2 separate regions of the Lactuca sativa genome follow, and region 2 is linked to region 1. A link is a contact called in public Hi-C data. All regions are on one chromosome and are shown on one strand. The core of a region is the stretch at or near the end of the contact, and the rest is flanking DNA. Distances in the headings are between cores, read along the strand shown.

What was found. A called contact is a pair of places that touch in the nucleus more often than the background predicts.
Region 2: a Hi-C map of leaf shows a contact between it and region 1, with 4 times the contacts expected there. The contact joins the promoter of LOC122194801 here to the promoter of LOC111913879 in region 1. A contact is called at or near these places in 2 of 4 Hi-C or Micro-C datasets (both in leaf).

The regions. Positions count from the first base shown.
Region 1 is chr6:6,524,262-6,530,403 of Lsat_Salinas_v11, reverse strand. It overlaps LOC111913879, which reads right to left and starts at 4,488. Exons shown (of 1, transcript XM_023909593.1): 1 at 3,997-4,488. The coding sequence starts at 4,488. The coding sequence ends at 3,997.
Region 2 is chr6:6,740,187-6,746,082 of Lsat_Salinas_v11, reverse strand. It overlaps LOC122194801, which reads left to right and starts at 1,733. Exons shown (of 3, transcript XM_042896032.1): 1 at 1,733-2,322; 2 at 2,428-2,635; 3 at 3,027-3,308. The coding sequence starts at 1,733. The coding sequence ends at 3,308.

The DNA.
Region 1 (6,142 bases), core at 3,239-5,738:
TGCTCAGTATGCCAGCAATATCATGTTATCAAACCAATGGGCCGGCCTTGGTGCATTCGACCTGAAAGTATAGTGAAGAAGACTCACCTCACAAGTAGTTGAACTGATAAAATCTAACTCTGAATCTCAACTACCAACATGAATGCCTACAACCATCAAGTGACTAATTCCATCAAAATCTCAAAATACCCAAAATGTCCTTAAAATTCCAACTAGGTCAACCATGGTCAAAGTCAAAGTCAACGGTCAAGGTCAATAATCCATGTTGACCCAACTCGTCGAGTGTACCTCATGGACTTGTCGAGTTCTACAGAACTCAGAAAGTCAGGGAAAACCCTAGCCAACTCGCCGAGTTGTCAGGACAACTCGTTGAGTTTTCCCCAACTTAACATATACAGCTAATTCCTCGATTTCAGGGACTTTAAGGCTCAGATCTAAACTCCAAATGTGTCTACATGGATAAAGTTTCCATCTTTATCCTTTGGGACTACTCTAAATGCTCAAAAACCCTTCCACAAGCGTTGAAAACTAAAAGGCTTAACCATTAAGCATAAACCCTTGAGATCTAGAACCCAACTTAATCGAGGAGAGATTCATGCCTTAGAACGTCCCAAAGGTGGGTGCTTTATAGACATGCATGTCCAATGCATGTCTTGAACCAAAAATAAGCCAAAAAGGGGAAATATAACCTAAACTCCATGCATGGCATCAAAACTTGGCAAAGGACAAGATCTAACCCACTCCATGGTCACCTTGACCTGGAGATTCATAAAGTTGCAAACTTTATGCAGCCCATCCATTGCAACACCTAATAAAAAGGCATAAAAGGGACCAAACTCAAGATCTAGCTACATAAATAGATTAAAATTCATATCTTGAATACCTACAATGGTCCAAAGAGTGCCGAACTGCAGATGTGAGGTTAGCTTGCAAGATCCTTGCCTCCTTCCTTTAATCTTCTCCCTCTTTACTCCAAAAAGCCATACACTAACTCACACAATAAGGTGGAAATGAATATTAGGGTTACAAGGCCGATATTAGGGTTTGGAGGCTGATAAAATATCAGTCTCAAAGACTTAAGGAGGTTATATTAGGTGCAAACCCTAAAATTTAGGGTTTCTCATTAAGCTGCCAACTCGTCAAGTTTTCCTCTCCAACTCGTCGAGTTGGTTAAAAAACATGTGCGGCCCAAAGTCGTTCAACACGTCGAGTTGAGGCCATCAACTCGATGAGTTCCAAGGGAAACTTGGCTTTTAAATACTTAATCTCATACCTGGTAATGAGGATGTACAACTCTCCCTGACTTGGACTAGGCTTTGTCCTTAAAGCTTGTTGCGATGAACAAATCCGCACAATGCTCCCGCATCTCAGCCTCTGGCTCCCAAGTCCACTCGGATCCCCTCTGATGTTGCCACTGTACCTTTACCAAAGGTACCTCCTTGCTACGTAGAACCTTTACATTCCTTTCTATAATAGATACCGGCCTCTTGACATATTTCAAGCGCTCATCAACATGAATATCATCCAATGATACCACTGCATCATTGTCTAAAATGCACTTCCACAACTGTGAAACGTGCAAAGTGCTATGAATCTGACTGAGCTCCTCCGGAAAATCCAATCTATAAGTAACCTTGCTAACCGTGGAAATAAACTAAAATGGTCTAAGAAATCAGAGACCCAACTTCCCCCTCTTCCTGAAGCGAATCACACCTTTCCAAGGTGAGACATTCAGCAAAACAATGTCACCGACCTAAAACTCCAACTCAAATAGGCGTCGATTGGCATAGCTCTTCTGCTGACTCTGTGCAATCTGCAATCTCTATCTGATCTACTAGATCATCATGGAAGTCTGCAGAACCACTTTCGTCTGACCGATGACCCTGTGGTCAACCTCGCCCCAACAGACTGGGGTGCGAAATCTCCGCCTATACAAAAGTTCAAAAGGCAGAGCACCGATACTGGAGTGAAAACTGTTGTTGTAGGAGAAATCAGCAAGAGGTAGGTAGGAGTCCCAACTCCCACCAAAATCAATAATGCAAGCTTGCAACATATCCTCGAAGGTATGAATGGTCCGCTCACTTTGGCCGTCAGTCTGCAGATGTTAAGTTGTGCTAAAATGCAACCTCGTGCCTTGTTCCTGATGAAACTTCTGCAAGAATCGGGAGGTGAACCGAACATCACGGTCTGAAACAATAGATACAGGAACCCCATGGTGAGCAACGATCTCGCGAATATACACATCGGCTAATTTCTCGAACCACGAGCTCTCCCGAATTGCTAAGAAGTGGGCACTCTTGGTTAATCGGTCCACAATGACCCAAATACCATCAAAATCCTTTGTCGTCTTTAGCAACTTGGTGAAAAAGTCCATCGATATCTGCTCCCATTTCCACATGGGAACCTCCAAAGGTTGCAGCGTTCCATACGGCCTCTGATGCTCGGCCTTGACCATCCTGCAGGTCAAGCATCTCTCGACGTATCAAGCTATCTCTTTCTTCATGCACAGCCACCAATAACTCAATCTTAGATCCCGATACACCTTGGTCGCCCCCGGGTGAATAGAGAAGCGAGACTTATGAGCCTCCTCCAGCACGATCTTTCTAAACCCACCAGACATAGGAACCCATATCCGACTGCAACAGGTCAACAACCCACGACTATCCGAAACAAACCTAGTAATCTCACCCCTGGTCCTCTCAATCTTCCAATTCTCCTCTCGAACACCCGTAGTCTGAGCCTCCCTAATCAAACCTATAAGTAGAGAATCCAAATATATATATATATATATATATATATATATATATATATATATATATATATATATATATATATATATATATATATATCACCGAAATAGAAGATCCAGCCGACTTGTGGCTTAGGGCATCCGCTACCACATTTTCTTTACCCGGATGGTAAAGGATCTTACAGTTATAATTCTTGACTAAGCTCAGCCACTTGTGCTACCTCATGTTCAGGTTAGCTAATCCATAATATGCATCAAACTCTTGTGGTCCGTGTAGATAGTACAGAGGACTCCATAAAGGTAATGTCTCTAAATCTTAAGGGTGAAAACCACCGCCTCTAACTCAAAATCATGCGTGGGATATCTCGTCTCATGTGGCTTCAACTGCCACGAAGCATAAGCTATCACCCATCCTCTTTACATGAGGACTGCTCCCAAGCCGATGATGGATGCATCACAAAAAACCACAAAATCCTCAATTCCCTTTGGGAAGGTCAAAATTGGGGCCTCGCAAAGTCTCTGCCGAAGGGTCTCAAATGCGGACTGTTGCTCAATGCCCTACTAGAAATCCACCCCTTCCTCATCAGACGAGTGAGTGGTACTACAATCTTAGAGAAATCCTGAATAAATCTCTGATAGTACTCTGCCAAACCCATAAAGCTCCTGATATCCGAGGGACATTTTGGAACCTCCCACTGCATCACTACCTCGATTTTGGCTGGATCAACCAAAATCCCGTCTTGGTTAACGAGGTGTCCAAGGAACCGAACCTCTCGCAACCAAAACTCACACTTCGAGAACTTATCATAAAGCTGTTATCGCCTCAAAATCCCCAAAAGCTTGTGAAGATGCTCCTCATGCTACTCTCTGGTCTTGGAATACACCAAGATATCATCAATGAACACAATAACTGAGTAATTGAGCATCGACCTGCATACCCGATTCATCAAACCCATAAGTATCGCAGGCACATTGGTGAGCCTAAATGGCATCACCACGAACTCGTAATGCCCATAACGAGTCCGGAACGTGGTTTTCTCCACGTCCTCCTCCCTCACCCTGACCTGATGGTACTCAGACCTCATATCAATCTTGGAGAACCAAGATGCTCCCTGCAACTGATCAAAGAGATCATCAATCCGTGGAAGGGGATGACGTTTCTTCACCGACAACTTGTTCAACACCTTATAATCGATGCACATCCGGTGCAAACCATCCTTCTTCTTGAAAAATAGAAACGGTGCTCCCTACAGAGAACTACTCGGACGGATGAACTGCTTGCCTAGCAACTCTTTCAATTGATATGACAGCTCCTGCATCCCAGGCGGTGCCAATCCGTACGACGAATTAGCAATAGGGGTCGCACCTGGCACAATGTTGATCCTGAATTCTCCCTTCCTCTCAGGAGGAAAACCTGGTAACCCCTCCAGGAATACATGAGGGAACTCCCTAACAACTGGAACGTTAGAAACCGACACCTGATCTCCAACCTGCGTGTCCACCACATAAGCCAAGTAACCTGCACACCAGTGCTGAATATACTGTCGATCCCTAGTTGCCGAACAAAACCCTAAACCCAACCTGGTACCCTCTCCATAAATAACGCAAACATCTCCCATGGGAATCGGAATTAAATTGATCGAAAAGGAAACCCCAAAGATCTCCAGAACGCAACCCTGAAAAACGGACGAAGCAAAAACCCCATATAGAAACTCGCAACGGACAGTCCAACTCCCCATATGGGCAAAGCAAACTCCCTACTGAAAGACCAAGAAACAAAGTATCGACTTGCACCCGAGTCAAACAACACTAAAGTAGGTAATGAGTTCACTAGAAATGTACCTACCAAAGGTACAAACAAATGAGCATAAAACAAACATAATCAATAAGATAAGGGATAGAAACATACTAGTCACAACATCTAGTGCTTTCCTGGCCTCCTCTGCAGTGAGCTAGAAAGTACTACCTCGAGCCTCAGGGGCTCCGCCATGCCCTGACTCCCGTCAGTGATCCTCAAACTAGCCAGTGTTGGAGCCAACACCGGCCTGGCAGAAAGCGATGGACGGTTGGCCTTCACATTGCCAACCTGGTCGTAATGATAACAAATCCTGGAACTGAGTGTTAAAGCCTGCTGGTGGCAATCCCTCGCCATGTGACCCTGACTGCCACAATTGTGGCACCCCGACGATGATCAACAAGCACCCTCGTGTGCCTTGTCGCACTTCCCGCAAGTGCGGCACTTTCGGCCCCCAGATATGACATCAACGGTCTTAAACCGATTTGGCGCAGGTTGCGACGGTGCTGGGGCCGGCCTCTACTCTCTCGTTTGCATATCAATCTCAATCTCACATCGCCTGACGGCTCCATGCATCTCCAACAATGAACTGTAGCGCTGAGTAGAAACATTCTTCCTGATCCTCGTCTTGAGCAGGCTCAAGTAACGGGTCATCTGATCCTGCTAAGATGCAGCAAACTCAGGGCAGAACATAGCCCTCTCTGTGAACATCTTGGTGATCTTTGTCACCGTCTCGGTACCATAAAATAAAGGACCTAGGCTATTAGTCATCATATAATCAAACAATTCTATCATGCGATTCCTAAAGATCCCTAGTCTATCACTAGCATGTTGTTCTAACATAACACGATATCAAATAATAGTATGGTATTTTGGGGTCTACTTACTGGCTCTAGTTGATCATACACATCGCATCCTCCTTAAGTATTTTGAAAACCTTTTCCTTAGTTTGAGACTGGATTCACACGAGTATTCCTCCAATTCACTCAAACCAAGGCTCTGATACTAACTTGTAACATTCGAAAAATTCTGGAAAAATTTAAACTTTTAAAATAAACCACAAACCATTGTTGTTTACAAATTGTTTTTAAATTAAGTTTCACATCAGAGAAACCCCAAAATCATAAAAACAAAATATGAGGAGGTGCACGATCACGCCTTCGCCTTCATACGATCCTCTGAGGTGCCTGAAATATAATCCAAAATTGTAAGCCCAAAGCTTAGTGAGTTCCCCTAAAATACCAATACATAACAAATAGCACAAAATATAATAATATGCAATGGGCCCACAGCTTAACAGACTGGATTACCCCTGAGCCCACAACATAAGTCTGGTTTGCCTTCAGCCCATAGCTTATGTCTGGCTTGCTCCCCGACCTAATCAGTCTTTGGACTGAATACCGCTAAGCCCTCAGTATGAGTCTAGCATGAGCTTCCCGACTTTCAACTCGTATTTAAAATGCTCATGAGTCTGCAGTATGAATCTGGCATGCCCTTCCTGGCCATCAGCTCATATCTGGCATAATAGGGGTTTGTTGGCTACAACACGAAGCAGTACAACCTCAACCCAACCCACACAATATGTCGACAAATAAGAA
Region 2 (5,896 bases), core at 484-2,983, 220 kb before region 1:
TCGTCTACTAATGTAATTTTTTCTGCATTATTTTATATTACCACGTTATCCCTAAAAAAAAAAATTGGACTACGCTTAAGAAAAGATTGAGTTATTCCTGACTAATATATTGACACAAAAAGATTTGTTGGTGAATATAAGTAAAACCTAATTTTTGATGTTATTTTATTTATAACATTGTTTTTGAAGTTGAGAATAGAGTTAGATCGAAGCATTTTCATTAAAAATGTTTTTAACAATATAAATGATCTTGATTTGGAGATGCCATAACCCCTAACTTGCTTACTTGCTTATATCAATCTGAAAGTTATTAACATAAGGAAATGTTTGGAACGCGTCTAGAACGTAATTATATAAATTATATTTCATTCAATATAAAGAAAATGAAATAATAATAAAAAATCAATTAGATGTGGATAGAGATGCTCATGCTATCCTTTGTGAAGAGTCTTGTGTGTGAAAAGATTTCCACTTAGTAGTCACATGTAGATACAAGTTGTTAAATGTGTAGCTTAACAATAGCACATATTGCTTCATAAGTTGTACATTTATAAGCCTACAAATCCCTAGAAAGATCTATGTAGGACATAGCAAGTGATGACACATCATGAGAAAACACCTCTAACAAACCCTCCTCATTCCCCACTCAATCCCTAAAGCTCGCGCCTTCCATTTTCTGGTTTTACAACTTGTATGTTTTCTTTTGAAGAAAAAATATACTCTTTTTTATCTAAAAAAGAAGCTACGAAAATACAATGGCATACATATTGAAATATTTTGAATTCAGTCGGGCAAAATGTTCTTAGGAAAAAATTGACCCAAGATGAGAAAAGTAACAAAACGTGTAAAAAATCAAACAGTTTTAGTGAATTGTGTTTCGTATATAAAGAGGAAACTACATAAATAGTCTTTGTGTGTTGCTAAATTCCTAATTTCAATCCAATTTTTACAAACTTGATAGATGGTATCTATGTGATTTCCACTTCTTGTTGTTTTGGTACTAGTATATGTGAAAACAAAAAGTGAATTATAGTTTTGATCCTTCTGCTTTGCACCATTTTACAGGTTTAGTCATACATTTGAAAAATTGATGCTAATGGTCTTCAATCTTCAAATGGATCTCAAAATCCATTAGGGAGGAGGGAGTCATTCCCTCCTAACCCACTGTCGCATCAGTTTTTCCTTCTTTCTTTTAATCTTTTCCAACTCACAACACGCGAAGATCATATCTTTCTCAACCCACTCAATTAAAAAAATGCAAAATAACTAAGGTACAAGTCTTAAAACACATGGTACAAGAGAAAATGAGAGAGAAAAAATATAGAAAGAGGATAAAGTGGGTTAGTATTTCCCTTGGTTGGATAGATGGTGCAAAAGATGAGCAAACTTGACCGGTTTCTGATTTCTGATTCTCTCCTTGAAAATTTTCTAGATTCTTAAGTTGTGATTTTGGAAAAATTTATTCCAGACCATAGACCTATTCTCTTGTTTCAAAAGAAAGTTGATTATGGTCTTATTACTTTTCGGTTTTTTAATTCTTGGTTACTTATGGATGATTTTCGTGAGCTAGAGGTCAAGACCTGGACTCAAGATGGTATTTTTGATTCTAATGGCATGGTTGCTTTTAAAAAAGAAGCTATGAAATTTGAAGAAGGTCATTAGAATTTGGAATGCTTCCAATCGTGTTAGACTTCATGTTGATAAGGAATTCCATTCTAATCAGTTGGCTGCCATGGATAGTCTCATTGATCGTGGAATTGCTACGAAAGAGCAAGTGGGAAGTAGAAATGATTCGGTTAATAAATTGGCTGAAATTAATAACCGCGAGGCTATTGATGTGTCACAGAAGGCTAAGGTTAAATGGACGGTAGAAGGTGATGAAAATTCTAAGTTTTTTCATGGTATTCTTGAAAAGAAGCGAAGACAGATGGTTAGTATAGGTGTTATGCGAGATGGGAGTTGGATTGTTGACCTGGGTCTTGTTAACGTCGAGTTTTTTGATCATTTTTGGAAACGTTTCGCTCTTGTTTCTGGCTCATGGTTTTGGTGTGGGGTTGATATGCTAAATTGGCTTTCTTCTATTCAGTCTTCAAATCTGGAGACTCCTTTCTCGTGTGATGAAATCAAAAGGGTTGTGTGGGATCGTGGTAGTGATCAGGCTCCTCGTCCTAATGGTTTTAATTTCAATTTTATAAAAGCCATTTGGGATATTGTGGAAGATGATGTCGTTTGCTCTATGGAGGATTTTGCGATCTCTTCATGCTTTCCTAAAGGGTGTAATTCTTCTTTTTTAGCTTTGATACTGAAAATTGCTAATGCTATGTTTGTTTCTGATTATAGGCCTATTAGCTTAATCGAATGCTAATACAAAATTATTGGTAAACTGTTAGCTAATTGGTGAAGTAAAGTTATTGGTGGGTGTGTTAGTGGTGAACAATACGCGTTTATTAAAGGCAGAAATATTTTGGATGGTCCTCTCATTCTTAATGAAATTATGGAGTGGTATTATAAGAGTAATCGATCCTTGCCTATTTTTAAAGTAGATTTTGAAAATGCCTATAATTCTCTTAGATGGGACTATTTGGATCTTATTTTGGCAGATTTTGGGTTTGGGTGTAAATGGAGAAAATGGATTGTATGCTGCCTTATGAATGCTCGGACTTCTATCTTAATTAACGACTCTTCTACTGATGAATTCAAAATTTGTAGGGGTCTTCGTCAAGGTGATCATTTTTCACATTTTCTGTTTATCTTGGCTATGGAGGGTTTGCATGTTGTTATTCGTAGAGCCTTACATATAGGTATATTCAGAGGTACCCCTATTTATTCTCGTGGCCTTACTGTCTCTTATTTGATGTATGCTAATGATGTCATCTTCATAGGAGAAGGGTCGCTTAGAAATGATAATAGTTTGATTTGTCTTTTGAGATATTTTTTTTATATCTTTTGGTCTTAAAATAAATGTCCAAAAGAGTAAGATTCTTGGTATTGGGGTCTCTGATTTGGACGTGACTTTGATGGTGCAGGTTCTTAGTTACGAGGTCTCTTCTTTGCCTTTTTCGTATCTTGGTGTTCCTGTAGGTTGCAATATGTCTCATATTTCTAACTGGAAAGGTGTTATTGACAAATTCAAGCAGAAGCTCTCTAGTTGCAAAGCTAATTGCCTTTCTGTTGGTGCTAGATTAACTATGATTAAGATAGTTCTTGGAAATTTACCTACTTATTACATGTCTCTTTATAAAATTTCGAGGACTGTTGAGGGACTTTTGGAATCAATGAGGAATAGTTTTTTTATTGTGGTGATTTGAATGATAAAAAATGACTTGGGTGGCATGGGATAAGTGTATGGCTAGTAAAGAGCTTGGAGGCTTGGGTATTGGGAGTATTTTTGCTTTAAATAGATCTCTTCTATTCAAATGGATTTGGAGGTTCTATTTGTATCCTGCCTGTTTATGGGCAAAGGTCATCTCCAATATTTATGGTGTTGATGGTTTTATAGGGAGAAGGGGGATGCCTAGATTTGCGTTGAGTCCTTAGATTGCAATTCTTAATTCTACTAAAAATCTCAAAGAGAAAGGAATTGGTTTGCTCTCTTTGGCATTCGAAAGGTGGGTGATGGTGCTAATACTTTGTTTTGGGATGACGTCTGGTGCGGATCTCGAAGTCTTAAAGTGCAATTTCCTCGGATTTACATGTTAGATGATAAGATGTGTAAAGTCTCTGATCGATTGCGTCCTTTGGAATGGTTCTCGGTTTTTAGAAGGCCTCCGAGAGGAGGTGTGGAGACCCTCCGATTTGCAGGTTTACGGGAGTTTATTAATCTAGTTAGATTTTATTCTGATCTGGATACATGGACTTGATCCATTGATGCTTCTACGGGATTTTATGTCGCTTCTGCTAGGTCTTTTATTGATTCCAAATTATTGGAGGTTGGTATCGGCTCTATTTGATGGAATCGGCTTCTCCCTTCCAAGGTGAATGTGCTTTTTTGGAGGATAAATTTGAATAAAATCCCTACTAGAGTCAATTTGGATATGAGAGGTATTGATATTGGCTCTGTTAGGTGTCCTATATGTGATCTTGATGTGGAGACAATCAATCATATCTTCTTTTCTTGTGGCATGGCGGTGGATTTGTGGAACTTTTTGCAACTTGGTGGGAATTGGACATTCCAATCTTTAGCTCTTTTCGGTTTGGGTTGCTTGGATTGATCAAGTGCGTCTTGCCGACAATGTTAAAAGATGGTTGGATGATGCTTGCTTGACCATGTTTTGGTTTATTTGGTCTTTTTGCACTATGTTGCTTTTTAGCAACCACATACCTATTAAGTCTTTAATTTGGGATTCTATTCGGTCTCAATGGTTCTTTTGGATTAGAGCTAGAAATCCTAAATTTTGTCTTAATTGATTAGAGCGGGTGAAATGTGCTTTTTTCAAACTCTTTATATGTAATTCCTACCTTTTGCTAGCTTTTTTTTTTTTTTTTGTTAATGTCGCGTTCTAAAAAAATCTTGGAAAATACCATGAATATTAGTTAGATTTTTTTTTCTCTTTTTGTAAAAGATTAGTTGATTACTCCATACTAAAGAATGGAATGATTTTTATTAATTTTTTTAGCTGGAGATTAAAGCTAAATATTAAGGTTCCATAAATTGTAAACTTGTTTCTGCATGTTATAAGATTGTATGCACATATTAAGTTAAGGAAAATCACATTGCTATAGTGCCCACAACCCAATATTTATTTCAAATTACGCTCCAATAATAATATTTCTATGTAGGGCATGTATGCTACGTCTTCTAGTTTTATTTATGAACGAAATGGCATTATTATGTTATCAAATTATTACATGTAATATTAACTTTAATGATGGGTATTCTATGATGAAAATAGTTGACTTTCTAATATCCATCACTCGTCCTAGTCTAGTTATAATTTTTTAAATTACATATGTCGACAATCATAACATTTTAAATTCTTAAAATATATAAGAATTAGTTTATCCAACTTATAGAGAGTTCTGTTTATGTTTATCTATCTAAGTTTAATTAGGAGTGAATACGATACTATATCATTTTTTTTTCTCGTTCACTTTACCTTGCCAACTATATTTAGTATATAAATTTAATTACAAGCATCGTCGTATATATAGTATTAACTTATTTGGATACCAACATGTTTACTTGGTATCATTGTTGCGGAACTCACTATTTGGTACTCATTCGGTTGCCTAGAGAGTAACAAATATTCGGTCTAGGCGATGAGTACTCGGATATGATATTTTATAAAGAATTTAATTTTGTAAAAATTATATATATATATATATATATATATATATATATATATATATATATATATATATATATATATATATATATATATATACCAAAAATTAAAAGTTTATTAATATTTATAACAAAGTAGGTGGGATATCAATAAAAAAGATATAAATGTTAAATTAGTTCAAAACAATTAAGATTTTAATCATAAAAATCTTGAAGATGATAATGAGAGATAAAAGCATATACAATTCGTTTATCCGGTATTTTACTTTAGTGTAAGGGTTAGTATATTAGATAAAATCTAAAATACACATATTAATCCTGAAATTTTTTATTTTTTCTCTCTTTTAAGTCAATTTTGACAATTTGATCGAGTTTGTTCGAGTGGATCCGAGTTTGACCGAATTCCAAGTTATTTGGCCGAGTTGGCTTAACTCGCCTCAATAAAAGGTCAAGTCCAAGTATCCGCCCTAGTTAGCTGAGTTTTACAAGAGTGGTTGCTTCGAATCGATAATGTTATATACCGAGAACACAAAATAATATGAAGTTGAAAACAAAGTATATATATCATGGTTATAAAAAAACGCTCGACGTTAGCTAGTCTGTGTGCTAGGG